5 separate regions of the Mus musculus genome follow, and regions 1, 2, 3 and 5 are each linked to region 4. Evidence: chromatin contacts called from public HiCAR-type, HiChIP or PLAC-seq and promoter capture Hi-C data. All regions are on one chromosome and are shown on one strand. The core of a region is the stretch at or near the end of the contact, and the rest is flanking DNA. Distances in the headings are between cores, read along the strand shown. Region 1 holds the start of Lrtm2 (leucine-rich repeats and transmembrane domains 2). Region 2 holds the start of Alox5 (arachidonate 5-lipoxygenase). Region 3 holds the start of 9530062K07Rik (RIKEN cDNA 9530062K07 gene). Region 4 holds the start of Rasgef1a (RasGEF domain family, member 1A). Region 5 holds the start of Marchf8 (membrane associated ring-CH-type finger 8).

Region 1 (4,882 bases), core at 372-2,871, 1.3 Mb after region 4:
AAAATGAGACTAGGGTAAGCTTGTCCTGAGCGCAGACACATCCTCTAGCCAAACCTCAAAGAACACAGCTGGGGGGGGGGGTGGCTTAAGAAGCCCGTCTCTTTGCCTGTCCTGCCTGGTTTTCCTGTCTCCCTCTTCTGGCAGAGCCGGAGCCCTCCTGCAGTGGGAAGGTGGGGGTGGGAGCGCTGGGCTCTTCTTGGCAGCTTGGAAGCTGATGTTGGATTTCCCTACCAGCTGGACTTCCCCCGCCCAGCGCCACATGCTGGCTCCTTCCCCTCCCCCCACCTGCTGTAGTTATCTAAGCTGTGGGCCTGTCAATCTGAGTCACACAAGGCAATGCCCAACAAACCCTGGCAGCCTGGTGCCAACATCCCCACCACCACCCTGGAATGCAGACAGCTGGGGGTGGGAGGCAGAGCAACCAATCAGAGCCCAGTCCCAGACCTGCCGGCCATACAGGAATTTGAACTGCAGATTCCTGGGCAGAATTCAGCGTTATGAAATGGGCCTGGGGCTCCTGAGAAGCAGTGTCCTGCTCCGAGTTGGCCATCCATGCCCATATGAGCCAGGCAGCAGGTGAATGTGACCTCGCTGTACGCTGCCCCCTACACTAAGCACCCGGGGCTTGGAAGGCATCTGACCCACCTGCTGCAAAGGGCATTATGCAGTGGTGGACCACCTAAGCATCTCGGGCTCCTGGTTTGTTTGGCCATCTAGTGTGCTAAAAATCAAGGCCTGGGTTTGTAAGGAAGAACTACCAGACACCCCTCCTTCACTCCCAGCCACACCCCCACCAAGGAGGCTCTATCAGGACTGCAAAGACTATTCCAACTAGGAAGGGCTCCTTTGCACCCTTGTTCAAGGACAGCTACCTCGGGGCCAGCAAGGCCAGCAAGAGCAACTGGTATAAAGGTCCAGCCTGCGCCTCCTCACTCAGTGGGTCCTCCACCCTCCACCCTCACTCAGGCCTCTCAGAATGCCAGCCTGTTTCCAACACCCAAGCTGTCTCCCCCTCCCATAGCTGCCGCTCCTCCCGCTGCAGGGACATTTCCATGCTACCCGGGGCCATCATGTGGCACCAGCACTGCTCTCCTCCCTGTCCCCTCCTCCATACCCCCTCCTTAGCAGAATACACCGCTATGTCCCCAGCACTAAGGAGTCAGAGTTCCTAATGCTCTGTACCTTTGGGTTGCCCAGGTTATCTGGTCCTAAGTGGTTCCCCCACCCCACCTCAGCAACTGCCCTGGGAAGAAAGCCCTGATCATCGTGCAGGGACAGGTGGTCCCTAGTTCCCATACCCAAGCCCTTTGCGCCAACCCCATTCTCTCCCAGAAGCCGCTCACAACTCACCTTTTTGCACCGGGACCTGATGCTCAGACCAGGTAGCCGGACACACGGGCAGCTTGGCAGGCAGAACGCAGGGATGTCCGGTCTGGTTCAGGGCAGCGGGAGACTGGGCAGCGCCTGTGAAGGAGGCGGACCCGCAGGCTGAGCTGCCGCTGCCGGGGAGGGGGCTGCGGGGTCAGCGACAAACTGAAGCGAAAGAGGGAGGGCGGGAGGAAGACAGACCGAAGAGGGGGAGAGGTAGAAGGATCAGAGCGCGCGTGCTCAACAGCAAGCAAGCAGAGGGAGGAGAGCGCGCAGCGGAGTGACAGCTGGGGCGCATCTGCGATGGCGGGCGCGCGCACCGGCCTCCGAAGCTCTGTGGCAGCAGGAGAGCGTTTGTGGGTGAATCTCCGCTGCCCCAGACTACAGGTACTACAGGTACCCTTATCTCCTCTCACCTCCCAGGAGCGGCCATCTCTGGCTGTCTAGAAGGCAGGACCTTCCAAGGGGTACAGGACCCAAAACACAGCCCCGCTGACTGTCTTGGATCTTAGACCTGCCGGAACACTAGGTCTGTCTCCTGTGTCAGACCCCAGTTCTGATAAGGAAAAACCAGCTCCTTAAAGGCTGAGTTCCTCTTACAAGAGGAACGCTGAGGGTCCTCAGAGATGCCAAGGCAACAGAAAGCCCTTTAGACAAGGGGCTGAGTCTGTAGATGTGACCACCCTTGGCCAGGACTATTTGGGAGAGAGAGGTGTCAGAGCACGCAGCTGCAACCTGAAGGAACAACAAGCAGAGACCATGTGCCTCTGTGCACACGGGGAACTGAAGGAGCTGGCCTTGGTGGTCTAAGACCTCTCTCCCAATCAAGACAGAGCAAGTCTAACACATTGCCATTCACTGGCATAAAGAGTGTTCCTTCCAATGCGGGGCTGAGCCAGAGGCTAAGCCAGAAGAGAAGCTGGACTTCCCAGCCTGCAGCCTGAAACAGGCCTCATTCCTTTACATCCTGCCTGTTCAGCAGATGATCTAGCTTGTAGGTAACACAGCATGAATATGTATCTCAGGGTCCTTTCTCTATGTTATATGCAGGGCTGGGCGCGCCTTGATTCAGGACTGCAATCCAGCAGAGCTGAGAGAGTCCCCATCCTCTCTGAAGTTCCCTGTGCCTGCCCTTTCAACAAGGCAACCAGCCACTACCCTAACACTCTCCCAGCTCCTGCCTCAGCAAAACAGACCCTTCAGGAGCACGGTGATCTCTGTGCATAGTGATCTATCCCTGCCTTAAAAACTCAGCTCTGGAAGGTGGGGGTGGGGGCAAGATGGCTCTCCTAGCAGGTAGCAGCACTTGCTGTCAAGCCTAATAGCCTGGGGTCAACCCCGAGAACCCACATGGAGATAAGAGACTCCCACAGGCTGTCCTTGGGATGGACACACACACACACACACACACACACACACACACACACACACACACCATATAAGTAAAATTAACAGCAACACCCAACATCCCTCTACAGGGATTTTTTTTCTCTGTACCACTTTATAGTTCTGATCACAGAGGAGTCCGTGTGGTAGCTTTTTGTCCTGTATTGTGAGCTGTTTGGGGGTAACTTGCCTTACCTTTCCCTATCACCCACAGCTCTATGCCCTCCTGTTGGTTAAATCTATGCTTTTGCTTCTCAAGTAGTTAGCAGCTGAGCAGTTACCCCGTGCTGAGTTCTCAACTTACAGAATAAGCAGGTGGGTTGAGCTCTGAAATTGCCTCCACCCAGGAATCCTAGGATGCTGGCACTCCCTGAGTACCTTCCAGGCCACTGCTATCAGCTGCACAAATCAGGCCCCTCCCTCACAGTCCCTGTTTAGCCAATCATAGGCCAAGAAGGATCAACACAGGTGCAGAGGCCAGCAGGGGAAAATTGGTGCTCCAGATGTGTGTGTGTGTGTGTGTGTGTGTGTGTGTGTGTGTGTGTGTGTGTGTGTGTGTGTTCCTGTACTGGTTTGTGTGTGCTTTGCTTTGTTTGAGTGCCATCCCTGATGTGTGTTTGTGTGTGTGTGTGTGTGTGTGTGTGTGTGTGTGTGTGTGTGTGTGTGTGTTGCTGTACTGGTTTGTGTGTGCTTTGCTTTGAGTGCCATCCCTGATCACAAAGTAGCACCAGAGATCAGGGGTGAATACCCTGTTAAGGCCCCCAGCTGCCTGTGGTCTTACTGAGGTGTTCTGTCAGGCTATGAGCCCAGAGGAAAACACAGGAGGTCCCTGTGGAGGGACCGAAGGATGGGAAGACAGCTGGGACAGGAAGGACAAGGGCAGGGGAAGGACTCAGGTAAGCTGTGGCAGGTGGGTAGACATCCGAGACTTACCCTTCACCTGGCAGGTTCCTCAAAACTAAGGTCAAGGTCTAAGATGGGGACCAATCAGACCCAACCATAAAGAAAGCTCTCTTAACGATCCCAGGAAAGCCACTCAGCAAGGCTTCCAACCCCGCGACTCCTCATCAAACATTGTGGGCAGATGCAGCCACACAACAGGTAGCCCGAGGTGACTCAGGAAGATTGTCTGTCCTCCCAGGCACTTCGGTGAATGTGCCAAGAGCCTCTGGTCCCTAGAGTCTACCACAGCAAAAGGACAGGGATGCTGGCTGAAGGCTGAGCTCCCCGTCTGTGGGTGTGCTGGGACAGGACCAGAGCCTGGGAATACGAGCCTCTGGCAGGGCAGATCCCTGGCTGGAGATTCTTGTGCCCGTGCTCCCTTCCCACTTCTGTCTCAGCACCTTGCCCTTCTTACCAGAAGGAAGGAAGGTCCACTTTGTTTCTCACTTAAATCTCTCATTTCCCAGTGGTTTGCTAAAGGGCTTGGGGCACAGAGATAAATCTCTTAGGTGGCAGGTCACTGTGACTAATGAAATGGTGCTCCAGAGGGGAGGAGGAGTCTGGGAAGGTCTGGGAAGTGAGGTCACCCATGAACTCGCCTCCCAGTCAAGTGCTGACACATTTATTTACTTAGCCCAAGAAACATTTACTGAGCCCTGTTATGTGACAATGTGACTCTAGGTCTAGAGTCAGAGCGCAGCCTGCTTGCCCTCTGTGAACCCCACTCCATGCAGTGAGACATCAGCCACATAAACAAATCTCCTCACTTAGAAAACAAAACAGCAGTGAGAGAAAGGGGGAGGGGTGAGGGGGAGGGATGGGGGAAAGGGGAGAGAGGAAGGGAGAGGAGGTGAGGAAGAGAGAGAGGAAGAGACAGAGCAAGGGAGAAAGGGAGAGAGAACAAATAATGAGGGAGGGGGAAGGGAGGAGAGGAAGAGAGAGAAGGAGAAAGCAAATAAGGGAGAGAGGGAGGGAGACGGAGGGGTGGGGAAGAGGTTAAGAGGGAGGGAGAGAGGGGAAGAAAGAAGGAGAGGGAAAAAAGGGAGAGAGAGAGAGACAGAGAGACAGAGAGACAGAGAGACAGAGAGCCTGCAAATGATGATGGAGAAGGCTGCTTTATCTGGGGAGATCAAGGCAGTCTGCCACATGCTGAGACTTGAGTTGGTTTTAGAGAGTTGAGATCTGA
Region 2 (4,345 bases), core at 345-2,844, 1.6 Mb before region 4:
GCTTGCTTGTTCAAGCCTGGTTAGAAGCTTGCTAATCAGGGCAAAGTACCAGGTCCCAGGATAGGAATGTAAGCGTCGTGCTTAGAGTTTGGGACCCAGAAAAGGGCTTAACTATCATTTCCTTGGTTTAGGCTGAACAGATCTATCTAGTGGAAGCATATGAAATTGTCATTGTGCTTATCACAAATGGTTAATTCTAAGCAAGTTCATGTGGGTCGACTCAATAGTAAACTAAATGATAAGAAGGCAGCCTGGTAAAATCAAACCTAAGCCTAGTTTAGACCTGGAGGTAGTAGAAGGAAGAGGAACCCCCCACCCCCACCCCAAGGGTCTGCAGCGTGCCTGTCTATTACAGACTCACTTACTGAGCAAGTCTGATGTACTAGGCACTTAGTGGGTCACTGAAAACCATGACCTGCCTGTGTTAAGAGAAAGTCATGGGGCTAGACTTTACACACCAGCAGCATCCAAACGGAATGGCCTCCCACAGTGCCTGTGGGGCTGCCAGACTCCAAAGTCTGTATTAGGAGGGAAGAAAGGAAATCTTTCTTCCTTTTTTCCTTCAGAAGCTAATACTCAGGGAGGAAGTGTCCTCTTGCACGCACCCTGCTGACAGTCTTTCCAAAGGCTGCTCGGGCCAGACCTTCCTTCCTTTACATTCCTCCACTGGGACTGAGTGCAGGAAATGTAGGGTACCTAAGTGTGGGGGGCAATCCCTGGACTCATTCCTAGCCCCCAAATGGGACTGGGCTCCCTCATGACTCATGGGTAAGATTAAACCTAACCAATTTTTAGTTTGGTAAACGAAGGTCCACAGTAGGGATAGAAGAGTGATTATGCCCAAGTTGACTCCCGATCCTGGATCTCTGACTTACCCTGGACTTACACTGTCTACACAAAATGGCTAGCTGTCGAACAGGGCTTTCTATGCTTTGCAGTGGTACTGGACTCTGGGGCACTAGGACCTCAGAACTCCCGAGGTGAAGGGGCCTCTCACAAATTCTGGGTCCTGTTGGTGAAAGTTTGTGCCATCTCTCACATAAGAGGCCAGCCACATCAGTCCCCCACATTGGAAGTCATTTGTCCCTTAAGATACCCGAGTCATCAGGAAGTCTAGGGTGCCTCGCTTGCCCTGGCATGCACCGACTCTGGCGCTGCATCAGATCCCCAGATGCGCTCACATAGGGTCACGAGCGCGCTGGGACAGACAGTTCTCAGGTGCCTGCCTGTCCTGCCCCGCCGCCCTCCCGCTCTTTGCTGCCAGCCGTCGGTCCCAAGCGCGCATTCTCACCGCGCCCCGTTCGAAGTCATTGTAGAATGCCTTGTCCAGCAGATGCTTCTCGCTACAGCCCGCAGAGCCAATGAGGCTGAGGTAGATGTAGTCGTCGGTGCCCGCGAACCACTGGCTGCCGGTGGCCACGGTGACCGTGTAGGAGGGCATGACTCCGGGCAAGTGAGTGCTGCTGGTGTGGGAGCAGGAGCCCGCGAAGCTCGGCGTGGCAGCCCACCAACTTCTTGACCCTGTCACTCGCGGCAGCTCCCTGCCACAGTGGCCAGCAGCGGGCCAGCCTTGCGCTTGGGTCTGGCTCCACCCTGCGACCGGCCCTGCCTTCAGGCGCTGGCTCCGCCCCTGTCTCTGGCCAGTCCCAGGACCCCACCTTCCAACGCATCCTTCTCTCCTGTGGCACTGGAGGGACAGTGATCTCTGATAGGCTGAAGCCCTTGTTCCTCTGCCCCATCTCTACCTAGCTTTTATCCCTCATGCATTTTTGTTTTCATTAGTCAATTAATCCCTTATTTCTTCCATCTTTATGGCTTCTTGCCTGTTTCAGTGTCCCTCACTGTCAGCTCAAGAACTACCTGTGTCCTCATTCAGTTGCAGCACACAGCGTATGCAATAGTTACACTTAGAGCAGGGGGTCTGAAGCCCACAAGGAGAGTACCTGTAGCTCCACGGTGGACCCCAAGGAAACTTGAATGTTGGTTTCTTCACAAAATGAGTAAACCTTCTCTCTCTGGGCAAGGTACTGGGAGGCGCGGGGTGGGAGCAAACTTGGGGGAAATGGTTAGTGGTACTGGGAACCAGCCTTAGAAAGTAGTGGCCCGAGTGGGCGACTCCTAATCTGCACCTGTGGGACTGTCTGGAACTTTAATGGCATGCTTGCTGAGAGCGGACTTGTGATGGGAAAGGAGGTTGTCTTGTCCGGAGATGGCTTAAGGAGTTGGTTAAGACTGAGAGTCTTAGGGAAGAGTGGGATGCTCTTCAGTGAGAGCCTACCTGTGCATTTTGGGTAAAGGTAGAAAAGAAACCTTAAGGAGAGTGATTGCTGGAAGGTGAGGAGGGCTATCCCACTGTGCTCAGAAAAGCATAACATTGTTGCCATAGAGAGAAGGGAAAGCAGCTGGTCACTAGAAGGTAGGCGGTCAATGCACCCTCCTTAATTTACAGTGGAACAATGGGCAGCATTAATTTGTCTGTAATAAACTGTGCTACTACTTCTTGGTTATTTTTTTCCATTCTGCTTTTCCTGCCCTCCAGTTGATTGGATGGGGCTCACCTAGCAAGTGAGACAATGTATAACAATTAAATCTACAAAATCCTTCGATAATACCCTGCTCATGTTGGATGGAATGACTACATTCCATACATTGGTCATGCCACAGTCTAAGTGAGCTCTCTTCTGAAATTTTGAATCTTCTAATTTCCACAGATCCTTGGCACATTCCCTTCCCTTCTGGGTGGTTTCTCCTGCCTTCCTTCTGTACCTCTAGATCTTGTGCAAACTCCTTCCCAGATGTTGTTTCTTCTGTGAATCTGTTTGCCTCTCTTTGACTGCTACCCTATCACCGCTGCTCACACTTACTGTCACATTGTCATCTGTCCCAAGGGGATCTGCTCTGTCGTCATTTCTCCCATCATATTATGAGCTGCTTGGGGGCTGGGATTGTGTTTTGCTCATATCCTAGTTCAGCACACTGTGAGGTACAGAGAAGCTGGACACAGGCCTTAGTTATTGTTAGTCCTCTGTTATTGGGGAACCTGTAACTTGCCAGGAAAGCAGGTGTTTGTGGTTGGAAAAGCAGAAGGGAAGGGAAGAGAGAGGACCAGCCCTTACTTCCCCTTGCTGGTGGCATGATTACCTGACTCATGCAGCGGCGTGTCTGTGAGAGCCCTGGACCCTCTGCAGTCCAGTGCAATGGCAACAGGATGAACCTGCCCCTTCTCCCTTCAGCCGGACAAAGCAGACCTGGCTTCTGCTGGCCAAGGAAGTGACTGAAAACGTATCTGAGTAGTCACTTTCCTCTACAGGTGTGGACCACACCTAATTTTAGACAGCTTAAAAAAAAATACAGAGAATCACAGTCAGACATTCCGCAGAAAGTGAGAGACCTTGGGACATTCAACCCAAAATGCAATGTCTCCCTCAAATCCCTAACCCCAGAGACCATGGAATCCTCACATAAGAAGAGGCAGAAAGATTGTAAGAACCAGAGGGGATGGAAGACACAAACAAGGCCCCTTAAATCCACAGGAGCAAAGCACATATGAATTCACAGAGACTGCAGTGGCATGCACAGAGCCTGCATGGCTCTATACTAGGTTCTCTGAGTATATAGTGTGGCTTCCAGTTCAGTGTTTTATGAGATTCCTGAGTGTGAGAATAAGTGGGTCTCTGATTCTGGGGCTCTTCTCCTTCAGTTGATTTGCCCTATCCAACTTCAATATGACCATTTTTGTTTCTTGTTATCATATTTGCTTTTGTTATATTTTAATATCTCTCAGAAGCCTGTTCTTTTCTAATGAGGGACAGAAAGGGAATGGATCTGGATGGGAGGGGAGGAGCCGGGAGGGAAAACTGTAATCAGGATATATTATGTGAAAAAGGAATCTATTTTCATTAAAAGGGGAAATGTATAGCCTCATCCAGGGGAAACTAAGATAAGAGAATTAAATGGGAGCAGGAGAGAGCAGGGTATATGGGAAGGGACAGCTTACACTAAAGGTCCTGTAGAGAAGCCTACTAATGTAAAAGCATCCTAAAATGTGTACATATATGAAAGGAAATTATATATAATTATATAGTTATATGGAAATATATATATATGTGTGTATACACACACACACACACAGACACACACACACACACACACACACATTGGGATACCAGACATCTATGTCACCAAATAAAACCTCAATGTCAAGAATGGGTTACATCTTGCTGAATCACTGGCCAAAGGTGTCCCATGGACCTCTGAACACACCAGCTATTGCCAAGGCTATTGGTTACTCTCCACAACCTCATGGCAAGGCTCTATTGCTGAAGATAACAAGCACTTATGACAT
Region 3 (4,748 bases), core at 563-3,062, 1.9 Mb before region 4:
TGGCCTGGAACTCTCTATGTAGAGAAGTTGGAGCTCAAACTCACAGATAATCTGTCTACCTCTGCCTTTCAAGTATTAGGTCTCAAGGGGTTTGCTTACCTCAAACTGTATTCTAAACTCTATTAAAACTACTCTTAAGCTAACCTTAGTCAAACACCCTTCCCTAACACTAATACTAAGCTAAGACCAGGCTGCCTTCACACAAACATGTATCAGTTTAGATATGCCTCTTCAGGGTTGGGATAAAGAAATTGTGTGCTACCATACCCAGCTGTGTAATGAATATTAAGGCTGCCCTAATCCTAATTAAACCTTCATCTGTTACGCTCACCCTAAGACTAACGCTCTCCTAACCATAATTCACAACTATCTCAGCATTAACCGTAACACTAAATCCTAACTATAACCCTTCCTTTTATGAGTTGCTTCTGAGGTAATTTTTATTATAACAATAGAAAAATAACTAAGACAGCCACCTTAACCCTAACCCCCAAAATAGCACCATAACCACAATGTTAATCATAACCCTAAATCTAATGTCTATCTATAACACCTGCTCACCCTAACAGCAACACAGATACAATCACACTAATGCTACAGAAACCAACCTGAGCCTTTACCCTGGCTTTACTAGTTCACAGCTGACTACTTGCTCATAAGCAGTTAACTCCCCATTCCCTTCTTTCCTCAATCCCTGGCCCCCACCAACCTACTTCCTCTCTCTGGATTGATCCATTCTGGATATTTCATATAAATAGAATAACCTGTGCTCATGTATATGACTGACCTCTTTCAATTGAAGTATTTCTAGGTTAATTCATGCCCTATCATATATCAGCATTTTATTTCTTTTGGTGAATTGCGTGGTTCTACAGCATTTTGTTTATCCATTCGTCACCTGATGGACATTTAGATTGCTTCTGCTTTCTGGGTATGGATCAACACTACAGTGAAAATTCTTGCAGATTTTTACCTGAGCAGGTTTTCATTTGTCTTAGTTGCATACCAAAGAGAAATCTTTAATGAGGTTTCAACGGAGGTGGCCACAAAGCAAAATCTGAAAGTTGGAAAAATAATCTGCACAGGAGAAATGATAAGATCTAAGGTGAGCACTCACCATATACCAGGCACTATCTGTTTTAACACCTATTATCGCTTCTTTTTTATTTTTATTTTTCGAGACAGAGTTTCTCTCTGTGTAGACCAGGCTGGCCTCGAACTCAGAAATCCGCCTGCCTCTGCCTCCCAAGTGCTGGGATTAAAGGTGTGCGCCACCATGCCCGGCTGTATTGCTTCTTTAATATGCAGAAGAAAGCTTATAGAAGAAGCTAAGTAACTTGTTCTCGGGCACACAAAAAGGAAAGATAAGGGGTTATTTCTAAAAGTCAGTCTGGGCAAGACCAACTCAGAAAGGGGTCTGTTCACAAGGAAGTGCTAGTGGACAGCCAGGGGAGCTTTGGATTTCGATTTCTACCCCTCCACCTCCCGGCCTTGAATCTCAGCTGAGGGTTTCAAGAATTTCAAGCGGATCCACATTGAACTGAAACCAAACCGGTTAGCAGATGTACACATTGAGGGTCACTGTGGCCCTGGGCTAGTCTCACATCACATGCATAATCAATAAAGCCGCCGCACATCCAGGAAGTCGTCCTCCGCTCTCCTTCCTCTTCAGCTCCCACCTGGTAGGCCACGGGACTCCTCAGCATGGGCCCCACTGGTACCTTCCGCCTCTTTCGCACTAGCTGGCCGCTTAAACACCTTCTCTCTGGTCAAACCCAATTACCCAGGAGCTACTAACCCATAGCTCCCGATCAGAGGCTGCGCCCCAGGTCACGTGAGGACACCATCACGTGACGTGAACCATGTGATTACCACCGCGCTGGGTGGGCAGTGTAGTAGCCACTCCCGTAGTCACTTTGGAGCTTGCTGAGTGGCGGTGTCATCGTGGTGAGGACGGCGGCCCAGGAGGGCAGGGCTGGATCCTTCGCCCCAGACTCAGCTCTTCTTTTTGTCCTTCTCGCTGTAGATGAACCGGACGAGCCCCGACTCGGAGCGGCCTCCGGCATCCGAGCCGGTGTGGGAACGGCCCTGGTCGGTGGAGGAGATCCGCCGCAGCAGTCAGAACTGGTCTCTGGCGGCTGACGCCGGTGTGAGCGGGGGACCCGGGGCCAAGGGAGGGACAGAGTTGTAGTTACCCCTCCTCGGGGACACGCTTCCTCCAGTATTCAAAGGCGCAATCTCAGACACCGGGGAGGGCGGCCCTGTGGGCTTCTACCCAGCACTCTGCCGCGCAGACGCGGGTTTCCTTCCGTGCAGTGGCTTTTCAACCTTGCCCTCCACGCCATCCTGCTGAGCAGATTCTGTTTCTGCCCTCTCCAAGGACTGCTTTGTCTCTACGGAGGCCCTTCTGTATTAGAACTGGGGCTAAATGGGGCAGCACATATTTTTGAGTAGATCTGCTCACTTCGGGACCTAAGAGCTCAGAACTTTCATACAAGTGGGATTTGGGGTGTTTTGTCACACTATGTGGTCTCTGGAGCGTGACAACCAAACAGGGCTTTAAATCCCTGTAGAAATGTGATACTGGTTTTGTGTTCTGGACAAACTTATCTGATGAGCTTTCTTAATGCTTTCCAGGGTCACCTGACCTTAGATCAACAGTATCATCCCTTTTTCTTAACATAGGGGCAAAAGGGGAGGGGTTTTTTGTTTGTTTGTTTTGCTTTAAATCACATGTAGTGTTGATACTTGTGTATGTTTCTTTTCAAAATAGCTACTACAGTTTCTACAGGAATTCTCACAGCAGACTATCTCCAGGACTCATGAAATCAAGAAGCAGGTGGATGGATTAATTCAGGAGACCAAAGCCACACATTGTCGTCTGCATAATGTGTTCAATGACTTCCTCATGCTGTCTAATACCCAGTTCATTGAGAATGTGAGTTGTTTTATGGTATCTGACTTTCGAATAATCCCTTTTGGGGAGTAAGAACTATTGTCATTTATAATGATAATAAGGTTCTCTTCTAAGTTTTGGTGGATAGATTGGTTCTTGGTAACTGAAGCTCCTTTCTCTGAAATCAGTGTCTTTTATCAGTAAAGTTCATGGGTTTTACAAACCTTTAAAAACATCTAATAATAAGGTTTGCCTCGTGCTGGTTTTTCTGTTTTTAGTTTTGAGGGCAATTACCATTTGAGCAGAGTTGTGTGCCTCTCAAAAAAGCCACTGTGCTCATTCAGTATGGTCAGCTCTAAGCCTGGCTTGGCCTCACGTGCCCCACTTTTGCCTTCAGTCCCTAGAGACTTTATGTAGGTCCATCATGTCTCCCTCAGTTGTGTAAGTGAATGCAGATGTCTGCTTTGCATTTCGTCATCTACAGTTTTCTTTTTCTTCCTTTTCTTTTTTCTCCTTCTGTTTGTTTGAGACAGGGTTTCTCTGTGTAGCCCTGACCGTCCTGGAACTCACTCTGTAGACCAGGCTGGCCCGGAACTTACAGAAATCTACTTGCCTCTGCCTCCCAAGTACTGAGATTTAAGGTGTGGGCCACTACTGTCCCGCCAGCACCAGTTTTTCAATTTGGATGAATATATGACACAGAGTCACCAGTACAAATGCTGCTGGCCTTTAACTAAAGTGTATGTGAATTTTGTTTTCATAGTGAGTTCCTGCAATCTGCTAGGAATACACAGATAAATTATCTTGGTAGAATTACAATAGAAAAGACGCAGGCATGCCTGGAGCCATCTAGCAAAGGGAAAGGAATGTATTGAGAACAGGGGGTGGGGTGGGGGGCTGTGGGGGGAGCTTAGTTCATCTGATCCAAGAATATTTTTCTGAATTAATTTGTAGAAAGGCATTGGGGGGGGGCGGTTGTATTTTTTTTTTTTTTTTTTTTTAGCAGCTCAGGATTAGTTCTGACTAGTGTAGAACTTGCTATATAGACCAGGCTGGCCTTGAATTTGGAGAGAAATTCTCACCTCTGAGGTTACAGGCTTACAGCCCTACACCCAGCAGTGAGAAGAGAATTACTCAAGTCCACAGCATCCTGAAATTATTAGATGAGGATTATTAAACAATTTCATAAATGTTTAAGATCATAACCCCGTGATTTGGGATTGTAAAAGCAGCAGAGTGCCAAGTAGGCTGTTGCTGATGCATGTTTGCATAATTTAATAGTGTGAACTGGAGTGCCATACCTCACATTCCATCTTGTTTGAGACATGGGGTTTGGTGAGGACTCTTGTTCAGTGCTGCCTGTGCCAGCCTACCTGGCTCACTGAGCTGACTAGGCCACCAATTATTTTCTTTAATGGCAATGGGTTTGAAACATAACATGAATTCAAGTAAACCCATGCAGATGGGTGTGCAAATTCTGGGATACTGGGGCTAGAAGTTGCTCAGATTTCAGGTTTTTAGGATGTAGGATCTACAGAGACCTTACAGGTTCAGCATCCCTAAGTTCAAACAGCCCCATGTCCAAACTTTTTTGAATGTCATGCCATTGTTTGGGTTTCAGAGTTTTGGATTGGCATGCTCAACCTGAGGATACTCTTTGATGTGCACAGAACCTGGCTGGTCAGCCTGAGCACTTTTCTCCCTGGAAGGATCAGTTAGGGGACTGTACTCTCCTTTGTTGATGACAGCAGCCCCCATCACTTCTCATCAAGCTGGAGTGGATAGTTTTATGTGCTGTTCTTTTTGTTTTGTTTTGTTTATAAGTTTTAAAGTTTATTTATGTCTTTTTTTT
Region 4 (4,474 bases), core at 947-3,446:
GTCATTGAGAAGATGACATATAGACAGACTCCTAAGGGGGTGTGACCCCACACCTGGGGAAGCACTCCATGCTAAGCCAGGTTAGAGGAGCTGAGGTCCTCACAGAGAGAGAGCAACAGAACCCCGAGGCCCCGGGACTCCGCTTTTCACTGTGATCTTTACTGAAGCACTGCAATTTAAGACCAAAGTGCCCAGACCTTACTTGGGCCCCAATGGAGTCCATCCACCCGCGGAAGCAGACAAAATGCTATAGCTTACAATTTTGTCCTGTGCTTATGAGGATGGCCCTGTCACTTTCATCACAGAGCCAGGCTTCTCTGCCTCTTTTTTCAATCACTCTCAGGGTAGTCTCTTATAGACAAGGACTGTTAAGGACAGCCCCCGCTGTCTGGAGTAAGGAGGGAAGCATGTCCTCCCATGTGTCTTGCCTTTCCAGTAACCCCAGCAGCTGTTTACAGACCGCATCACATCTCCACTTTCCAATGGTGTCTTGGGTCGGGCACCACAAGCCCTTGCTGCGAGATAGCTTTAAGCAGGACATCTGACAGGAGTCAGCCTTTAGCCTGCCAGCTTCCCTAGGTCCCTGGACGCTGGGAAAGATGTGGATTGATGCATATATGCATGCTGAGGTCAGACTTGTGACAGACAGCTTCATCCATGTCTGCCAGAGATGGGACTAGATAGGCTCCCTGGGGAAAGCTTGCTCTGGAGCAGGTGGCAACTGGCTTGTTAACTGTGCATGTGGGAGAAATGCCATCACCCTCTTAGGACCCAGGTGTCCTAGAGGGTCAAGGAACAGGGCTAAAGAAGGCAGGGACAGGTAACTTCCTAGAAGTAGAACTCCAGTTTTGTTTCTCTTGGTATTAGAAGAGCAGTCTGAAGGAATGACCTGAGCCTAGCAAGGGCCCAGCACCCGAGGGTCTAGGTGGGTCTTGACAAGATTCGCCAGCAGAGGTCACTGTGAGCTTTGCATCCCCTGGAACAAGATGCAGGGCTGGAAGAGGGGGGCCCTGTGTGAAAGCTGATGCACCCTCCTCCCCGCCATCTGTGGAGCTGTTCCAGGAGGGAATAAATACTATGGGCTCTGAGACCCCTGAGAAGAAAGGTGGGGTCCAGCGACAGTGCGAGCTGGTAGAGACGTCAGGGGAGGCAGAGCCCAGAGGGCCTGGGTCCTCCTAGGAGACAAGGGAATGAGCCCAACATTCAGAGTTCCACAAGACTGAACTAACTACCCAAGAGTCTGTCTGCTGATGGATCTTTGTGCTAAGAGAGCTGATGGAGAAAGAGGGGAAGGGAGATGGCAGGAGAGAAGTGTGCTCCCTCAGGCCGCTGGGCAGAGATCAGACAGGGTGGGGTAAAGTCCGGGTCATCAGTCTCCATTAGGGACCATGGCTTGCTTGTGTGCTCTCATAGGATTGTTTAATCCCCCCTGGGCATCCTCTGCCCCGTCTATGGTCTATGGTTCCAGCTGAGAGCAGCTTTGACTCCTAGAACCTGGCCCAGCTCTCTCTGCCCTCCCAGCCTCTATCTGCTTCCTTAGTTTCAGATCCCCAGAGAGGGCATTCTTCATTTCAGCCCACCGCTGCCATCTAAACTCTAAGAGCTGGAGCTGCGGTGGGAGGCACCTGACAGGATTCTTTCCTAGTGCAGGGAGTGGGGTGGGGGTGGGGGTGAGGTGAGATAGATCCTCAGAGACAGGCACCAGGCATATCCCTTACTCGGATTAGCCCTTCCACGACAGCAGCTGCTGTATCCCTGGCGTTCTGGGGATGATAGAAGGACTGAGGATTCAAGACACTTCAGACTACAGCTGTGTGGAGCGAGCGCCCGCCCGGCAGGGGAAGCATCTGAACTAAGCGCTGCTTGGGCACCTGCGGTAGCTCTGTAGCGTTCAGTCTCCAAGGAGGAGTCTGGGACCCTTCCTGGCCCTCCCCTCCCCTCCCCTCCCCTCTCCTTCCTGGACTTCACCAGCAAGACGACCCACCCCGCCCAGAGCCCAGAGCCTTGACCCTTACGCCATTCCCAAACCTAGCACCACAAACCCTGCGGGTGCTCACGCCTCACTGTGCCTCGCCCTGTCCCTTGCTAGTGCTCCTCCCAGGGTCTTGTTCACGAGGCTCGCCAGCCCCGCCCCGGGCGGGAGGTGGCTGGGTCACGGGAGGGAAGTCCCCGGGCTTGGGCGGCACTGGCTCAGCCCCGGAGGGTAGTCGGGCTTCTACACCGCCTGCGGGTCCGGTAGCGGGAGCTGTAGCCAGGATGTTTCTGGAGCCCCAGGTAGGGTTGTGGCAGTGCGGGACTGCGGGTTAGGAGCACTCCAGGGCAGTGTCTTGACCACAGCAGGACCGCAAGGTTAAGGTTTCTGTGCCCCAGAGCTTGGGAAGCGCGGCCAGGAGGGTGCTCGCCCCCAGGACAACCAGGGCAACTCTCTCTCCTGTCCCTGCCCGGACACCTGCCGCCACTTGGGCCTCGCCCAAGGTGCAGCTGCTGCCTTCCTAGCCTCTGCTGACACCAGCGGCTCCGCTGTAAAGCGCCACTTGAAAACCTGCAGGGGGTGGGGGTGGGGTGGGGTGTTTCGCAGCAGGGTCCGGGTGCGGCAGAAGAGAAAGCAAAGGGCTGTCCTGGACAGAGCAGACTTGTAAAAAGCAGTGGCGATCTTGGAATTTCCCCTATCCTTGGGCTCAGAACCACTGTTTACTCCATAAGTGCTTGGAGTGGGGGCGGTCTGTGATGGAGTGGTTGATCATGTGGGAGGTGTGCGCTTGTATGTGCGATGTGTGGGCGGGAGAGAGGACGTGTTTATATATGGGAGGCTTAAGTGAGAGCCGTTAAGAGGAGGCAGGTGTGGGGGCAAGGCTGTGCCTGTGCATTCTCAAATGTCATGTGTTTAAAGAGAAGAGTGCCTAGTGAGGGGAAGGCTGAGAATCTCCCTAAAATTAACCCTGGGCCTGAGCCACCACTGCACCTTTCTAGCTGTTTTGAGCCATAGTGGGCAGTGGGATTCAGGAGCAGTACACAGACCTGTCTAGACCAGACCCAGTGCAGACCATTGATTTGGAAGAGTGGAGATGAGGAGCCAACATTAATGGGCTGAAGATGTAGGACAGACAATGCACATTTATTAAGCACCTGCTATGCGCTGGCACTGTGGTTTGCAGAGAACTAAGCAGGCAACAGTTCTTATCCTCACAGAGCTCATCTGGGTGCCAGAAAATCATTGGTTCTTAACCTGTGGGTCAAGACCCCTTGGGGTTAAACGACCCTTTCAAGGGGTTGCCTCTCAGATAGCCTGCATGTCAGATATTTACATTATAATTCATAGCAGTAGCAAAATTATACTTATGAAGTATCAGCGAAATACATTTTATGGCTGGGGCTCAGCACAACACGAAGAACAGCATTAAAGGGTCGCAACATTAGGAAGGTTGAGCACCTCCACAGTGAGTAATATACAGACTAAGTTACATGGCAGAAAGGACTAAAGATGAACGTAGAGGAGTAGCCCACAGCAGGAGTGCATCAGGAAGGATGATTCTGGTATCATGCAGACGTAAAACGATGCTCAGCTCCGGTGACTGTTTCCTCTGCTAATACCCATCCTGCGTCACTCTGCTGTGCCACCTACTTTTTGCTGGGGAACAGGTTGACAGGGTCCTAGGACAGGAAGGGGCCCTACATTGGCACCTCAGTTCTAGCTCATTGACACACATCATTCTACTAACCACCAGGGGGCTACACAGCCTGCCCCGGTCTCCCCAGGGATGTGTGGCACACTTGGGCTTAGCGAGCTGACTACCAGTGTGGGGTGATGTTTGTGCCTTTGTCAGGGTAGCCAGAAGAGGCGTCAGAGATGTCCTGTGGGTGTAAGGACCCCACTGAAGAAGAGTGAGAAAGAACTAGGTGAGTGGGAACATTTAAGGAAGACAGGGCAGGCCTGGGTGGGGAAGCCATCTGTGTGGGAGGTTGGGCTTTTGGGAGCACTAGAGACCAGCATGACAGGCTATTGTCCTAGGGTCTTGGAAGGGATAACAATGCCTGGGGCTGTCAGGCCATCATTGGATGCTTCACGTGGGAGGGTCAAGGACAGTGCTGGCCATGACAGGGCCAGCCAGGGAGCACAGGCATGGAGCTTGGATTCTGGATGAGAGAGAGGTGATTTGATGTGTTTTGATGGCACAGCAAAGAGGCCTTACCGCTGATAGGACCGTGGGCATTGAGGGCTGGGCAGGGACGGAAGCATCATTAGCCCCAGAGGAGACCATAGAGTCTGTAGTCTGCAGGGATGGTGTGAAATGTAGCTGGAGGGTGAAAAGTCTAGAGTTTAAGGAAGCCTGATGAGCTTGCTCCATCCTGGTGGCCCTCAGCTGTGCTGCCTACTTGTCTGCTGGCCCAAGGCTTTGTTCAAGCCTCTTTATCTTTTCACCGGTGCTTCTAGGCCTCTGGCAGCGGTGGCCTTGGGGTGCCTAAGGCTGGAAGA
Region 5 (4,979 bases), core at 1,305-3,804, 1.7 Mb before region 4:
ACAGCTGGATCTCATGGACACATTTCCACAAGGGAGGCTCCTTTTTCTGTGATAACTCCAGCTTGTTGACACACAAACCTAGCCGGTACAGGGGATATGATCTTGCTTGGAGACTTAAGGAAATCTAGAAGACAGATGTCAATACTTAAGACATCAAATCACATAAACAATAACAGATATAGTCAATTGTCATGATTAAGATTAGCACTTAAAATGGCAAGGCCATGATTGTGTGCTAACGATGTTAGTGAATGATTAAACAAGGCAGAATCAGACAGATTTAATTTATGCTTACAAATGTTAGTGAATTGAGGACACATTGTTCTTGTGCTGTTGCCAAAATATTGAGTGTGATTAGGTCTTGTGATATAGCCACCTTCATCTTAAGTTTTGAGTTTAAAAAATGAGATGCTAAACTAAAAACCATTTAAAATACTGAAAGCAATGTGTCTTTTCTTCTTATAGGGATACAGAGTCTTGTTCTGTTGTTCAGGCTAGCTTCAGGGCTTGATTCAACTCAGTGATATCCAGCCTCAGCCTTTGGTATAGATGGGGCCACAGGCATGTGCCTCCATGCCCACTTTTGGATTTTTTTCCATTCTAGAGTTGTCTAAACACCTCATTCTAGAAGAATGAGTCTTTACAAAGAAGGAGAAGTGTCAGGTCATCTAGGACTGGACTCTCTGGAGCCACAAGAAACCTCTTTCACAAGCTATCCCAGGTGTTGCTCTTGTGGAAAGCTGTCCAAGACTTAAAATCAGGAAGTGTGGATTCAAGGGCTGCTTTTCAACAGCATAGTTAAGATATAGATATTCATCTCTTAATTTGTTTCTGTTATTCCTCACACTTCAGATTCACCTTGTTCAATGCCATTATGATCATAGACACCAGCAGTATATTTTGTCACTGTTTTTTTTTTTTTAGGTCAACTATGTAGTCTAGGCTTGACCTTGAATTCCTGATCTCTTGAAAACCTCCTGGGGCAGAAATTACACATGCACACTAACATCGACTGTAACAGCATCTTTTGTTTGCAAGGAACCCGTAACTGATAAACGTGTGCTTAAGCATTTGAAGAGTTGAGTGTGACTAGTTGTAGGGTAACATTGGCCCCCTGGCTCATGCCTCACTTGGCATCCCCTGATCTACAGTCTAGGAGGGAAGTCATCCCCTTTAGCACAGACAGGAGGATTTTTACCAAAGGCCACGAGGCTTCTTGCATTGAGCAAATGGTCACCTCAAAGCAACTGCTTTTTTTCTTTATTTTAGCAGCTTTACCTTCTAAGTACAGAGGTTTCTTCCCACTTCCTGTTTGTTCCCTTGTTTGGACAGATGCAAGATTTTGGTCTCAGGACTCAGAGCTTTGTTTTAGATGAAGAGAGGCTTCAGAAATCTCTTGGGTAGGGAATCCTTGTGTTAGGAGACTCTAGCTTTGCCTAAATAATATTTCCAGCTCCACAACTACTCAGACACTTCTAGAACTTGGAAATCTTTGTCACTTCGGATGGCAGGCTCCCACACCCCCAAATCACTTAATTGACTCTTCTTGCCCATGTACGACACTAATGGAAGTTTAGTCCTGCCTTATAGGAAAGCCTGCCACCAGGGCAGGAGGATTCTCTCAGGTTGTAGCTGCTGCTTCCCACAGCAAAAATCTGCACGAAAAAAATTCACCATTCCATCTTCTAGATGAATGTTGCTTTCAAGGTGATCTACAGGAATGGACCCATTTTTTGCTTTGCTACATGGATCCAGATGTTTTGTCTCCTGACAGTTTGCTCTCTAAACAGCATAGTATGCAAACTGACCAGCATATTTGAGTATGCTGAGTAACCTGATTAGCTAAACCAACAGACTTACTTCTAGACAATAGAAAATCGTGGAGTACTGCAGGGATTGCCTTACAAATCTCTCATGAATTTAAAAAAAAATACCTTGAATGTACCGTGTAATAAAGATTATTGGATAAATAAAACTGCCAGTGGCCAAAACCTCTCCTTCTGTAAGATGTGACTTAGGAAAATTAGAATGTCAAGAAATTGTAAAAGTTAGGAATGATAGCTTCTGAGAGAATCTTTGGGTCCAACCAACAGTACTGTGGTGGGGACAAGTCACAACACCAGTGTACAGGTATAATCAGGGATGAGTTTAATGTAGACAAAGTAGAGTCAAATACGTCTTGTCTACATGGACAGAAATATCCTCATAAAAATTATGAATACCATATTTACATATCCATACCATATACACTCAGAGTCTCTCTAGGTTAGGGAGTGAGAGAAAAAACAAAACAAAAAACCCTGCTCGTCCATACACACAAACGTTTTACCGCGTAGTTCTCGCTCCCACTTCATTTGCTAGCGCACCGGAAGGTTTACCTTTCTCTACACTGAGAAGGTGAAGCCGGGCGGAGTCTACCAGCAGCCTCACCCAGCGCCAGTCTACCAGGCGGCCGCCGCCGCTACCCCGCCTTCCCAGCGCCCCAGGTCGCCAAAGCAACGCTTTTAGCCTGAGGCGCGGCGGGGCACGTGACCGGCGCGTCACGTGACCGGTCAGTCGGCGTCCTCTCGCTGGGTGGTGTAGGCTGCGCGCTGACCCAGCGGCCCTGCTGCGTCCGGCCCGGGTCATGCAGGAAGCGGGCCGCGCGTGGAGCTCCGCGCCCACCTGAGCTGCTCGCGCCGAGGTGCGGCGTGGCGGGGCCGCGCGCTCCGGGCCACCAGGGGTGTGGCCGCTGGGAGGCCGCGACAGGTGGGTGCGCGGAGGTCTCGGGCCGGGGAGAGGCCGCGTGCTGCGGGGCGGGGTCCGGTCACCCTATCGGCGGGCGGCCGAAGGTCTCGGGCTCTCTCAGGTGAAGTCCTGCCCGGGCTGGGCTGTGAGGGCGCGCACCGGGCAACCCTCCCTCCCTGCCTCTGCTTCAGTCTCCGCGTCCGTCCGAGATGGAAGTGTGGATTCCTGGTGTCTGAGTGCCTGACGTGGCGTCTGGACGGTGCTGCTCTAGTAGAAGCGCTGGAGGCAAAGCGTAGGTAGGCTGCTTTACATTTTAATCGCCGCCCATTTGCTCGTCTTTAAAAATGTTTTTTTTTTTTTTTTGGACTCCTTCATCTGAGTCAAGTTTTTTTAAATAGGGAATTTATTAGGGGAGGATTATAATGGCTCACGTTCTTCTCACGTATCTTTAACGCAGCTAAACCTCCCTTAAAAAGAAAACACGCTTCTCTGAAAGCCCATTTGAAAAAAAAAAAAAAAAAAAAAACAACAACAAAGGAAGAAAGAAAGCCAGCCCTTTTCTGCTTCTTTGTCTCCCCCACGTAAAGACACACAGTGGTCATACAGCTGTCAAGATTTATTATGAAGTGGTTTTTTTTTTTTTTTTTTGTCGTTTTATGTTTTTGTTAATTTGATGATGTCTCAAGATACGTATGAAGTATGGCCCTTCCCATTATTTTTTTTTTTCTTTATTTTGTTCGATTATATGTTATGCAATTAGAGAAATAATAAATATATAACTTATCTCTTGGAAAAAACAGCAGTATTTCTGATCAGCCCCAGGAGGGACTGCAATCGTGCTTCTATATAGTAGACTTCACATGTACTTGCTTGGTTAGTTACTCAAAATGGGAGTGGAATACTTCATTTAGAATACTCAAATCACGTGCTGTGAAAAAGAATGTATGAACTATACATGGAATGATGTGGACACTTTTTTTTTTAAAAACTAAATGTTGAAAATCTGAAGCAAGAAAATTTTGCATTTTGAGAGATTCAGTGTGTGAGACCCTATGTTCAATAAAATCAAACGAAATATCCTGTTGGATGCAGTGAATGAGGGTATGCAGAGTGTGAAATTACTGAGGAAGTTAAAATAAAGAGCCATGTGTACTTTCCTAACTTCTTGTTTCTGGAGACTTTATTGATAAGAGATGTACTGAACTTTGATGTTAGCAGGGAAAATCGCTGGGCACGGTGGCGCACTGTGATCCTGGCAGTGGGAAGATAGAGGCAGAGAACACATTTTAAAAAGTTTGTCCTTTGTGAGGAGGTGGCTGTTGGTCGTCTAATGTCTGTGACACCCAGGTGAGGTACATTGTCTTTTCCAAGACAACTCCCTCCTTTACCTTCTCTTTAAGTATAGGCAGACGATGAAACTGTGTTGCATGTCTTGGCTACATCCAGGATTGTCAGATGAAACACACGATTCACAATTAAATATGAATTTTAGGTAAACACAAAATATGTGGAATGTACCTAAACTAAAAACAAATTTATCATTTATTTGAAGACAAGGTTTCCTTGCTTCTTGTTGCTAAATGTGAGTGTTTTAAGTCCAGCATGGCTATGTCATTTAAACCAGCATTAGGAGAAATTAGTTCAAGGCCCAGACAGGATGGAATAGATTCTCTTGTTAAGCTTCCCTGTTGGGGGCTGCAGATGTGGTTCTGTAACAGGGGGAACGCGTAGCACGCACAGGGCCTTTGTCCAGTCTCGGATAACAAAACAATCAACCAGTGGGAGCGAGAAATGAAGAGCCCTCTTTACTGTTGGGTGAGCCATCTGCTTGAAGGGCATCTTCTGTCACAGGAGTTCTGTCCCTCTTTTTCCTCTACCATGTTCTGTTTCTTCACTTTTCTTTCTGAGGATTAAACACAGGCTCTCACACAAACCAGGTAACTGCTCTGTGACTGGTTCTGCAGCCCACAGCCCGTTGTTTATAACGTCCCACGTGAGTACTGATTTCATGTCCCCTCTCTCTCCATTTCTCCCTCTGCTCCCACAGCTTCCTCTGAAACATATGGCCTCTTAGCCTCGTAGTCTTTATTATTGTTTTACATACACACATGAACACATGAATTCTGTTCCTTTAGTATTTCTTGTATGTATATGTGGTTAAGGCTGACCATTTGGGATTGGAGGATTGGGTAACCTATCAGGGAACTTATCCCTGGAGAAGATTGGTTTGCTCTCTCTCAGCAGCGATTAAT

What was found. Promoter capture Hi-C pulls out the DNA fragments that hold promoters and counts their contacts. HiCAR-type assays count read pairs that join an accessible place to other places. HiChIP or PLAC-seq counts read pairs in DNA pulled down with a chosen protein or histone mark.
Region 1: a contact with region 4 is called in an HNF4G HiChIP or PLAC-seq map of pancreatic cancer cells. The contact joins the promoter of Lrtm2 here to the promoter of Rasgef1a in region 4. A contact is called at or near these places in 1 of 39 promoter capture datasets (cranial neural crest) and 1 of 115 datasets of contacts at active chromatin or transcription factors (pancreatic cancer cells).
Region 2: a contact with region 4 is called in a promoter capture Hi-C map of liver, with 6 times the contacts expected there. The contact joins the promoter of Alox5 here to the promoter of Rasgef1a in region 4. A contact is called at or near these places in 3 of 39 promoter capture datasets (the 3T3-L1 cell line, the C10 cell line and liver).
Region 3: a HiCAR-type map of astrocytes shows a contact between it and region 4, with 4 times the contacts expected there. The contact joins the promoter of 9530062K07Rik here to the promoter of Rasgef1a in region 4. A contact is called at or near these places in 2 of 39 promoter capture datasets (cranial neural crest and hippocampal neurons) and 1 of 115 datasets of contacts at active chromatin or transcription factors (astrocytes).
Region 5: a contact with region 4 is called in a promoter capture Hi-C map of hippocampal neurons, with 2.8 times the contacts expected there. The contact joins the promoter of Marchf8 here to the promoter of Rasgef1a in region 4. A contact is called at or near these places in 4 of 39 promoter capture datasets (the 3T3-L1 cell line, frontonasal cranial neural crest, hippocampal neurons and 1 more).

What each region holds. Positions count from the first base shown.
Region 1 is chr6:119,329,145-119,334,026 of GRCm38.p6, forward strand. It overlaps Lrtm2 (leucine-rich repeats and transmembrane domains 2), which reads right to left and starts at 1,622. Exons shown (of 5, transcript NM_172492.3): 1 at 1,351-1,622. All of the region lies in intron 26 of Cacna2d4 (calcium channel, voltage-dependent, alpha 2/delta subunit 4), which reads left to right.
Region 2 is chr6:116,459,584-116,463,928 of GRCm38.p6, forward strand. It overlaps Alox5 (arachidonate 5-lipoxygenase), which reads right to left and starts at 1,595. Exons shown (of 14, transcript NM_009662.2): 1 at 1,292-1,595. The coding sequence starts at 1,441.
Region 3 is chr6:116,206,181-116,210,928 of GRCm38.p6, forward strand. It overlaps 9530062K07Rik (RIKEN cDNA 9530062K07 gene), which reads right to left and starts at 1,813. Exons shown (of 4, transcript NR_131013.1): 1 at 1,722-1,813; 2 at 974-1,077. Washc2 (WASH complex subunit 2`) reads left to right here and starts at 1,853. Exons shown (of 31, transcript NM_026585.3): 1 at 1,853-1,947; 2 at 2,027-2,149; 3 at 2,774-2,938. The coding sequence starts at 2,027.
Region 4 is chr6:118,064,189-118,068,662 of GRCm38.p6, forward strand. It overlaps Rasgef1a (RasGEF domain family, member 1A), which reads left to right and starts at 2,197. Exons shown (of 13, transcript NM_027526.1): 1 at 2,197-2,274. The coding sequence starts at 2,257.
Region 5 is chr6:116,335,468-116,340,446 of GRCm38.p6, forward strand. It overlaps Marchf8 (membrane associated ring-CH-type finger 8), which reads left to right and starts at 2,555. Exons shown (of 8, transcript NM_001302383.1): 1 at 2,555-2,748; 2 at 2,919-3,023.